Regions from separate parts of the Anas platyrhynchos genome. Here region 1 is linked to region 2. The links are chromatin contacts, called in public Hi-C maps. All regions are on one chromosome and are shown on one strand. Each heading gives the region's core, a stretch centred on a gene start, on an enhancer-like site or on the middle of the called end of the contact. The rest is flanking DNA. Distances are from core to core; before and after follow the strand shown. Region 1 has its middle 9.0 kb from the start of SACS. Region 2 overlaps MIPEP (mitochondrial intermediate peptidase).

Region 1 (5,198 bases), core at 1,946-4,445, 170 kb after region 2:
GCAGTTCCACTTGGTAACCGTGCTGCCCATGTACAGAACACTTCCTATTTCAGAATTAAGTAGGGTTTTTAAGAGTTTTAGGAAAACAAACATTTAAATCTACTGGAATATATTTCTAATGGTGTCTTAATCAGAATTTGCAGATTTCTGAAGGCTGTAAGATAGCAGGGTACTTTGTTAAGCCAAGGCATAGCTTAAGTTTTATGTAAGCTAACGCTGTTCCCCTGGCACAGCAATGATCCTGAACGACCAGGCTGAAGTTGTGTTGGGACTCGGATGGAGGAAGAACACAGTAGGAGCCACAGTACATCTTTGCAGATGGTGCATAGAGGCTTTAGGAGACTTCACCAGGATTATAGGAGACTTAAGCAGGAAAATAGATGTCCTATTGACATCTGCCCAGGTGGAGCTTGTGGCAAGACTGGGCCTGAAACCACCTGCTTCTTGCGTTATGTGGCATCACTATGGGTAAAGGAAGCTAAGGAGCCAGATTTTCAGACACTAACAGGAATGGTGTGATGTGAATAGAGGGAGGGTATCGAAGGGAGAAGTCTGATCCTGTGTGGCATTTTCACAGGTGCTTCATTTCAAACGTGAGAACAGCCATAGTGCTGTCAGTGAATTGCTTTTGAACTGAAAATTAAGTAGAGGCTTTGTTGGACTCAGGCTGCAGTACAGCCTTGCCAAACTTAGCCCCTGGTTCTTTCTAACTGTACGACTGGGCCAACCTGTTCCTCGCCATTCCCCTCCACAGTGGTGATTAATGTACAGCAAGCAGCACTCAAAGTCTTCAGAAAATTAAATAAACAACAAAAGAAAAGACCTGTGACAGCCATGGGGATGCAGCATTGACCAAAACTAAGAGGGTTGCCCATATGCTGCCACTTGCATCGCCCTTTCATGCCGATGAATATCGCACAGATATCTGTCACTTTCGCTACCACGAATCATTAGCCATGTTAGCAATTCAGCTGGAGCACACCCAGGCCTGCAGTCATCTGGATGCCTACCAAAACGCATCTCAGAATATGCTCCAGTAAAGTCATATGGCAAGCACTGCCAGAAAAGTGCTCATCTGTTTGTTCAGGGCCCCCACTGGCACCAAGAAATTTGCACTTCCATGTTAACTTCGAAAGAAGCTTTGGAGGGAAGTGAGAGTAATTGAGTTTATTTGAGGTCTGACCAGAGACAGAATGTGTTTATGAATGATTCTGAATTTTTGTTCAGGGGCATTTTTTCCTATTTCTGGTTTTGTGAGGTCATTTTTAATTTTCTATCAAAACAACAGCATCAAATACAGCTTTGGTCTTTGAAACACGGGGATGTACAACTGCAATCACAAGGCTGGCAGGCATGGAGTTGCAGATAATGTGGCTTTAAACACTTTGTCATCTGAAGGAACCCCAAACCCAACTGCACATGGTGATGGACAAGTGACGAGCAGAGTCTGCTCCCTGCTCCGTGTTTCCCGTCAGTGTGTTCTTATTCCCAGGGGGAATAAATTAATTGAGGGGAGAATAAAAATAAATCAAGTCTCATATTTAAATGCTCAGTTTTAGACCCCCGGGTTTGACTAAGTGGCTGGCTGGCGATCACACGGGCTGCTGCTGTGGCTGGTGCCACGCCGAGCCGAGCCGTGCCTTCTGCGGTGACAGCGCCCCCGGCACGGTTCGTGGGGCTGTGGGGACCTCTAGTGGTGGAATCGCAGAATCACACAGTGGTTAGGGTTGGAAAAGATCTCCAAGATGATCTGGTCCAACCATCGTCCTACCACCAATGTCACCCACTAAACCATGTCCCCAAGCACCACGTCCAACCTCTCCTTGAACACCCCCAGGGACGGTGACTCCACCACCTCCCTGGGTGACCCGTCCCAGTGCCTGACTGCTCTTTCTGAGAAGAAAATAAATCTTGGCACTATCAGCCCTGGCTGCCACCAGCAGTGCTCTGCCTGCTGGTGAAGCTGAGGGGCAGTGGGACACGGACACGAGCAAAGATGAGCCCGGAGAAATTTAGCAGTGCAATGAGTGTTACATGATAACAGCGCTGAAAGAAACTCAGGTCCCCGGCTGTATTCTAAAAACATATTGCACAAAAACTCATGCTTTTTGAAGTAATCGGTCCCTATATTCATTCTACACATATCATTTTCCTTAACACTCAGTCCAGGAAAGATTTTCCATATCTATGGCAGTTGGAAGGACCTGCTCATTAGCCTTCACCAGGCAGTAATCCTGCAATTCGTTATCTCTTTTTGTAACACTAGTTTTGAGGAGTCAAAAATATTTTTAGTTTTATGCATATATGATTTAGGATCTTTTAGTTTCTTCATTGCATTCTGGATTTTTTCCCCCAAAATACCTAAGCCCTGAGTTTGAAAAAAAAGAATGTAAAACACTTGCTTCTAGTGAAATTATTATTATTATTTTAAATTATGAACAGTGATTTTTTTTTTCTTGTAATAAACCTCTATAGACATGACCCAAATTATCCCTAAATCAGTATGAAAATGTTATCATATAAAATGTACCTTCATGTACTTTTCATTGAGTTTTAACAGAAAAACTTCTAGAATATTTTATGGAAAACTCTTAGTCTACCACAGCATGTGGGTCTCTGAAGCAGGTAGCCCAGGCTCCCATTTAGGTTCACCAATGGACATAAACAGACTCTCATTCTTTTTGGATCTGTTCTCATGAATGTAAAACAAAGGTGCAGTGTTTTTCTTGATTTTATCAAGAGCTACTCGTAAGCAGGGATTAAGGAGAATTTCCCATTCTGTTTCCAAAGAAACCCACTGCAGTCCTCTTGCAGAAGGTGAACCCAGCCAGGTGGACCAAGCCTATGCAGTGCCAGGGGCTCTTTCATTCCAGGAGCAGGGCTTTGCATTCATTCTTGAATCCCACAAGGCTGGACCAGTCATCCAGACTTTCTAGGTCCCTCAGAAAGGTATGAATTACTAGTCACTAGTTCCCCCTTGGGCTGGTATCATCTGCAAAATTTAATTAGAAATAGATCCTTGCATGCAGGCCATGTGTATGGCTACATGATTCCATGCAGACTAACATGAGCTCGCTGTATCCCTGCCCCAAGTGTTTCTGTGGCATCCGGCCTAAGCTAACACACTTTGCCTCTCAGCAGAGCTTAATAGCATGGGATCAGGTTTGTGCTAATCACAGCTAAATAGCTTTTGGTTCAGAGCACGAGAAAACTGAGCTGTGTCGGCTCCAGTGTCCCATGTGAGTGTAATGCGTAAGTCCACCAAAATGCATGTTCAGTTGGCTCTGGTGGAGCTTCTGAGCTGGCAGGCCTGAAAGAAGTAGCACTCTGATAAAGTGGATCCAAACTTAGTGCTGGCCAGAAAACTGACAGTGAGAGTATTAATTACTCTGAAGTCACTTAGAGCAGTGCCGAAGAGAAATCATTATTGATCACCACGAATGAGGACATGTGTAGTGGGTTTACATGGCAAGGTTTTGGTAGCAGGGGGCCATAGGGGTGGTTTCTGTGAGAAAGATCTAGAAGCCGCCCCATGTTTGGGAAGGGCCCCATTGTTTTCCAGATCTGAGCCAATAAGCGATGTTGTTTTGCGCCTCTGTGAGAGCATATTTAAGACAGGGAAAAAACGCTGCGCCACACAGCAGCCGGGAGAGTCAAGGGAGTGAGAAACAGCCTTGCAGGTGCCAAGGTCAGTGTAGAAGGAGGGGGAGAGGTGCTCCAGGCGCTGGAGCAGAAGTCCCCTGTGGCCTGTGGTGAGGACCATGGTGAAGCAGGATGTCCCCCTGCAGCCCATGGAGTACCACGGTGGAGCAGGGTTCCACGCTGCAGCCCGTGGAGGAGACCACGGTGGAGCAGGAGGAGACCACGGTGGAGCAGGTGGCCCTGCACCGATGGAGGCTGCCGCCTGTGGAAGACCCCTGCCGGAGCAGATTCTGGGCCGGACCTGTAGCCCGTGGAGAGGAGACCACGCAGGAGCAGGTGACCTGGCAGGAGCTGCTGCCCGTAGGGGAGCCAGGTTGGAGCAGTTTTCTCCTGAGGGATGGACCCCGTGGTACGGACCCATATCTGGAGCAGTTCTGGAAGAGCTGCTGCCTGTGGGAAGCCCACGCCGGATCAGTTCATCAGACTGCATCCCGTGGGTGGGACCCCACGGCACAGGGGACAAGAGTGACCGAGAAGGAGCGGCAGAGAAGAAGTGCTGTAGACTGACCATAACCCCCATTCCCCCGTTCCCCTGCGCCGCTCAGGGGGAGGAGGTGGAAGAGGGTGGATGGGGGGTGAGGTGCTTTTGGTTTCTTTCCTTTGTTTCTCACTTCTCTAGCTTGTTAGTAATGAGCAATAAATCTTACTATCTGTCTTCTTATGCTGAGTCTGGTTTGCCCGTTACACTAATTATTGCGTGATTTTCTCGTCCTTATCTCAATCCTTGAGCCCTTTTCACATATTTTCTCCCCATTCCTCTTTGAGGAGGGGGAGTGAGAGAGCGGCTGTGGTGGAGCTCGGCTGCCCACTCGAGCGGAACCACGACAACATGTTATCCTGTTTGTCTCATGTAACAGCATCGCTGATTGTCATTTCCAACCTGACTTCAGGCATGTTGAATAATTCGCCTTCCAGACACCTATCAGCAATCATCTTGATTTTGGCAAGCTTCGGGTTTTGTGAGCACTTGCAGGCACCAGCAGAGCTGTGCATGGAAGAGTTTCCAGTTCTCTGAGTGAGCATTGAGGGAGCTGGTGGCAGCCTCACTTCCAGAGGGAATATGCCCAGGAAACGCATGTCCAGGGGCTGATACCATCCTGCAATAACCTGAACAGATGTTGGAAGCCAGATGCTCCTCAGGGCAGAGAGAAGCTGAAGGTTAGGTGAATTGACACTCCTTGAAGAGATTCTTTTTGGCTTCCAGAAGACTCTGGTTAGACCCAGAAAAGAGGGAAAGTAGCAAAATGAACAGACATGAAGGCAATCTGTGTATTTATACGAACGACCAGATTAACTGCATAACTTCTGCTCACCCTTATCTTGCAACCACTGAAGTTTATAAAAAAAGAGTGGGCATTATCTCAGTAGCTGGTGTTGCTGACAGCCTGTAGTCTAAACAAACAGAGCAAGCACCAGCATTAAAGTTTCATGTTCCTATAGAGAAGCTGGAAATGTACTGCTGTGCTTCTAGAGGAAACTTAGAACCAATTCTGGTA
Region 2 (5,305 bases), core at 1,675-4,174:
TCTTTCAAACAAATTGCTCATAGAGAAAGAAAACGTTCTTTAACTATCAGCAAGATATGTCTTCTATCAAATCAACTAGTATAATTGTAAAAAGTATATTTAACTTACCAATCACTAAGCTGGTTGACTAAAGTTTTTGGAGGAAAACATGAAAGTTACCAAAAGGGCTGTGCTGCATTTTTCATTGGAGAATGGTTATCTAACAAATACATATTGTGATTGTGAGAAAGGCTCCAAAAACTGTGAGTTTTGCTTTGTATTCAGACTTCTTTTGCTGTGTACTGTAGAAGACACTACTTGGTGGTGGTTTATATAAAATGTTTTGAAGGATCCTAGTAACGGAGCTTCACAAGTAATTTGCTACCTTTGCTCTTCTTGTTATTGCTGAGTACTTAGTTTGCTATTTTCTTTTCTTAAGAAGTATTTGAAGTAGTTAACGTAATACAGGCAAAGCATATTTGTTAAAAACACTGTAAAAAATTTTAAAATCAGTGATCCTGACTTTCAGATATGTTACTTGCATTCTGAGTAGTACAAAAGCAGAATTTAAGTATCAAGAATTGCTTATTCAAAACATTGTAGAAGGACAAATATACTGCTATTGATTTGAAAATAAAGTCAAATCTAAAAGTCACATCTAGTGTCAATGGCAAACCAATATTATGAATTACCCCCTGACCTCCTCTAAAATATCCTATGAAGTACAATTAACAGCAGAGAAAAAGGATAAGGTAAGATACAGGTGCTAGTTTAAGGCTGATGAGAGTACAAAGATTTTCTATTATTATTATTATAATTTTTGAGAAATCCAGAGTCTTCTATAAATCATGTTTAAGAATCTCCCTTCAGGTAAAGAATTAAATTTCATAGTCTGGCATGTAGTGAAAATTGGAAGGGGTTTTCCTTGTCTTGATCTTTCTAAGTTAACCCGAGGGGTTAATCTTACTTTTATCTTCTACTAACAAGTTTTTTTTTTTTCAAGTTTCTTTGAAAGTTTTGAGAAAATCTGTTTTATTAGAGATAGTTAACTTAGTGCTCTGTGTTTTCATGGATGTCAACAGGACGATTTTCTAAAAAAATAAAAATAAAAAATAAAAAAAGGAAATATCCAGGACCACATTTAATAGCCACTGATAAGAATTCTTGCCAAGCAGCTAATTTGCAATTGTTGAGTCTGAATCCTTATGCTCTGTAGAATAGTGATTCTTACTTAACTATCCTTAATGTCCAAGTTTGTCAAAAGCATTGTTAATAAAACAGATGAAAGTTGCACTGCACAAAACAGTCTTAGTTTCTTTCCAAATATACAGCTTAAATGAAAGTGATTTTAGAAGTCTGTATTTTATTTAGACTCAGTGAAGTCATACAAGCTTAGAAATAATTATTTATAATGACATACTACATCTTTGTTCTTCACAGGGACACAGCCTTTTTGTTTGAAGCTTGCAGTTCTTGAAGAATAACCAAACCTCATTGTGTCAGTTAACTTTTTAAAATTGTTTTTTAAATTGGTTTGGCTACTTCACTTCTTTTAAAAATATTGCCAGGCTGCATACTGCAAAAGTAAGGTGTCTGGATTTTTGAGCATAGTTTATCCTTTAATATAAAGCAGGAATTTACATCAAAGAAACTACTGTTTTCTTTGATACTGCTACTTTCTTTAGCAGAGTACTGAGATTTCTCTTTGTAAAGTTTCTGAGCTTACGTTCTGACATAAAGTACATAAGAAAATTTTCATTCTTTCTGGGGTTTGTTATAAATAAAAATGCTTTGGGGTTTGAAACCAGACATTCACAGTGAAGTAGGCTACTGGCATATGGTTTAAGACAAAATGAAAGCAGAACAAACTTCTTTTGTTCATTTTTTTTGTGTCTCAGTCTTTCAGTTTTGGACATTTGAGCATAACCTGCATTGTGCAGTTTTACAGGATCAACCAAGTAAAGGTTGATATTACAATGAAAAGGACTATTTCTAATTCTTTATATATATATATATATCCTGAAGTATCTAACAGATAGTTTAGCTTAGAGGAAAATACTCTTTTTCTCTGTAAAGATGAGTTCACATATGTTTTTGATTCATTCAGAGCAAGATTTCTCTGCTGGCACCCTTTTTTTTTTTTTTTTAGGGAATATAGTATTTCCCACATCTAAACTATAAGCTTTTTTTTTTTTTATTAAATATCTAGTGATGTAAAAATGCCTTCCTGATTTTTGGAAGTGAACTTTCACATTAATAACTGTGTTTTCTAGTTAGTATGTCTGTAATAGACATTTTACTTTCTTTTTCCTGCTCTTCCAGAAGTGCAGTCAGATCATTTACGTTTCACATAAAAAAGCTCAAGAAAATTTAAATGTTCAAGTTCCACGGTGGTTCAGAAAACCAACTGTAGTACTGCAGGTATCAAAAACCAATCCATACCTGTGTTTTTGACCTCAGATACCCTAGAAGAAATCTACCATAACTGGAAATTTTTGACCTGAGTATGTATTTCTCTGCAAAGTGCTGTTCTGAGGCATCAGACTGCTGTTCTTACATCACCATTTTCAAAGGCTTCTTCCCAAAGGAAAGGCTGTGCTGTCCATCATCTTGGGATTCAGGTATGCAGACCAGTCAGAAGCCTAATCTCCAGAGAGGAGCAAGAGCTCAGACATACCTGAGTATGAGTGTCCTTATATTTGTATCTGCCTTTCTGTGGGGACACAGGCATCCTGGGTCCCTATTTTAAGCACTCTGAATCACCTTAAAGTGGCCCAGAACTCATGTTTTAAGGGACGGGACACCCAAACAGGATGTTTTGTTCTTGCCCTTGCTTGTTTCGCTGACTTGTACCCTTTCTTTTCCTTAGGAAGTACTGTAACTGTGTTTCCATGTATTTGTCAGCTTTGGAGACAAAGGTGAAATGCTGTGCTGGTGGTGTTAGTATGCCATGTGCATCACCCTACCCATTGAATTCTGCCTGTCTGCTTAGCTGGTGCAGCAAACAAGCTGCAAATTACAGCACAGAAGAAAACCTGTCTTTTGGCACTTCTCTATAGTTTCTGTCGCCAAATGGAGCTCCAATTGTTCGTTGGTTTCCAATGCAGATTTTAGCTGTCTCCAGAGCATTAACCTTTCCTGCTAGTAGCAGTAACCCTTAGCAGAAACTTTACTGGTAGCAGAATGCCTGTTAGTGTAGTTCAGTTTGGGTCGTAATGACTTCCTTTCTGATTTCTTTTCTCAAAAATACTTGAATGCATTTCCTGTTGGAGATAAAAGTCGTAACTTGGCTGAAGACATGCAGAGGCAGCTTGCCAAAGAGTGACCAGAAAGCGTTGATGTTAAAGCAGCTGCTTCTTGGTGGTATGTTTGAATTTTAAGCTGCTTTAAATAGAAGGAACAAAGCTAGACAGCTATTCAAGTCCGCAGTTGATAACAGCTTGAAAATCTTGCATAAAGTGATTCTCAGAATGGCTGCTGCTTTAACGTTTAGTATAAAAAGATAATTATGTGCACATTAGGGCTACTGATGTGCAGATTGTGAAGATTGCTTTGCTTTGAATGATGAGCAGTTTTGGGGCAGGCTAAGATGAAGTACTTCTGAAACTCTGTTCCTTTTTATATAGGGTTAGTCGCTATATAAAGTTAACTAAAGTTTTTGTCCTTTTATTCTAACTGTAGAGAAATACATGAAGTGCAGTGCCTTGTTTTGGTAGGGATTTGTTGGGAGGCTTTTGTGTGCATTTTCAAATACATTTCACATTTGAAAAAAAGTGATCAAAGAAATGCATCACACCTGGGATAGAAGATGGTGAACTTTGAGTTTCCCCTTTAGCTTCAGGAGAAATTCATTTTATAGTCTTGGATCAGCCCTCAAAAAGGCTCGGCATCCTACACAGACAAGCTCTGTCTTTGTTACAGAGTATTTTAAAGTGTTAAAAGAGCGTATTGATAAAAGTCTGCATCTTGGAGTTTTATGTGGTCTTTTAGATAATCTGGCCAGGGTCGCAGAGTGTTTTGAAGATACAACCTAAAATCCTTGAACAGCATTAGAAAATTAATTCAAAGGGCTGAGGGAAGAGAAGTTTGGCTTGCTGTCACAGTCTCAGTCACCATTGCTGCCAAGAAGTTGTGCTATGGTGTTTTAGATTAGCATGGATTTAAACACTGAAATACTGTGCCTGAGAACTGTTGTGTTCTTGCAGTTTCTCTAAGGTGATGAAGCTGTGAATAACTGAGGTTAGGGAATCATTTGCTAGCAAACAGATGCTTTTTTTCCTGTCATCTGGAAATGATGAAGTTGCTAATGGTTGCTACTGTTGGAGGGCCTGGAATCAAGCAAGAATCTTCAATAAGGGAGCATGTAGTTTGTCTGCAAGCTCTTCCAAGTACTTTTCCACCCACACCGTCCAGCCAGACTTCAGTTTTACAGCTCTAGGAGAGATCGCAGGGTTTCCTGTTCTGCTTATTGAATTTTCTTTTTCTGGGAAGGATTCAAGGCTTTTAAATGAATTTCTTCCCTTTTCTTCAATGTCCTCTAATATTATCTAGTGCTATACCTTCCATTCTGCGGTGAGAAGCATTGAACCTTGGAGGTGGGGGCTCAGAAAGGAGTCAGTCATATGCCTGCTTTTGCTACTGAAAGGCAAGATCATCTCTTAATTCCAGGAACATGATTTTTTGGTTATAGGACATCAGCTTCAGATAGCTGAGGTTTTGGCTAATTTCTATTCTTGAAATAAGCCCAAAGAGAAAGTTTTCCTGGAATTAATGCAAGTTTGGGGTTAGACTTTCTTCAGTGATAGTTGGTCTTACTTGATTTGACAAGAGAATTCGCATATAAGGTAGGACTGAATTCAGAAACTGTGAATTAAAATCTGTATTTTCATGTCCAGAATGGTTACTTGTTGGTGGGTGTAAACTGGCATTAGGGTAAGATTTTGAAGGTGTCCTATCCACTCCCTGGAAGATAGCTTCCTTGTACTAATTTTACATGGTGTTATTAATTAGGATATAATAGAACAGCTCAGTTGGAAGAAACCTACAGGGATCATCAAGTCCAACTGCCTGACTGGTTCAGGGCTACCCAAAAGTTAGTGTATTGCTGAGGGTATTGCACAAATGTCTCTTGAACACTGACAGGCACAGGGCATTAACCCCCTATCTAGGAAGCCTGTCCCTGTGTCTGACCACCCTCACGTTAAAGAAATGTTTCCTAATGTCCAGTCTGAGCCTCCCCTGGCACAGCTTTGTGCCATTCCTGTGAGCCTGGCCATTGGTGACCAAGGAGCAGAGACCTCCTTCTGTGCTTCCCTTGCTCAGGTTG

The links. A called contact is a pair of places that touch in the nucleus more often than the background predicts.
Region 1: a Hi-C map of skeletal muscle shows a contact between it and region 2, with 2.6 times the contacts expected there. The contact joins two enhancer-like sites. A contact is called at or near these places in 4 of 8 Hi-C or Micro-C datasets (liver, skeletal muscle and subcutaneous adipose tissue).

The regions. Positions count from the first base shown.
Region 1 is chr1:187,126,321-187,131,518 of IASCAAS_PekinDuck_T2T, forward strand. No RefSeq gene overlaps it. Among named protein-coding and RNA genes, the nearest start is that of SACS, 9.0 kb to the right of the region's middle. Within about 2 kb of position 3,196, at least 1 of the 8 cell types and tissues checked has an H3K27ac peak or open chromatin away from gene starts, as enhancers often do.
Region 2 is chr1:186,954,902-186,960,206 of IASCAAS_PekinDuck_T2T, forward strand. The region is part of intron 10 of MIPEP (mitochondrial intermediate peptidase); the gene reads left to right. Among named protein-coding and RNA genes, the nearest start is that of MIPEP, 33 kb to the left of the region's middle. Within about 2 kb of position 2,925, at least 1 of the 8 cell types and tissues checked has an H3K27ac peak or open chromatin away from gene starts, as enhancers often do.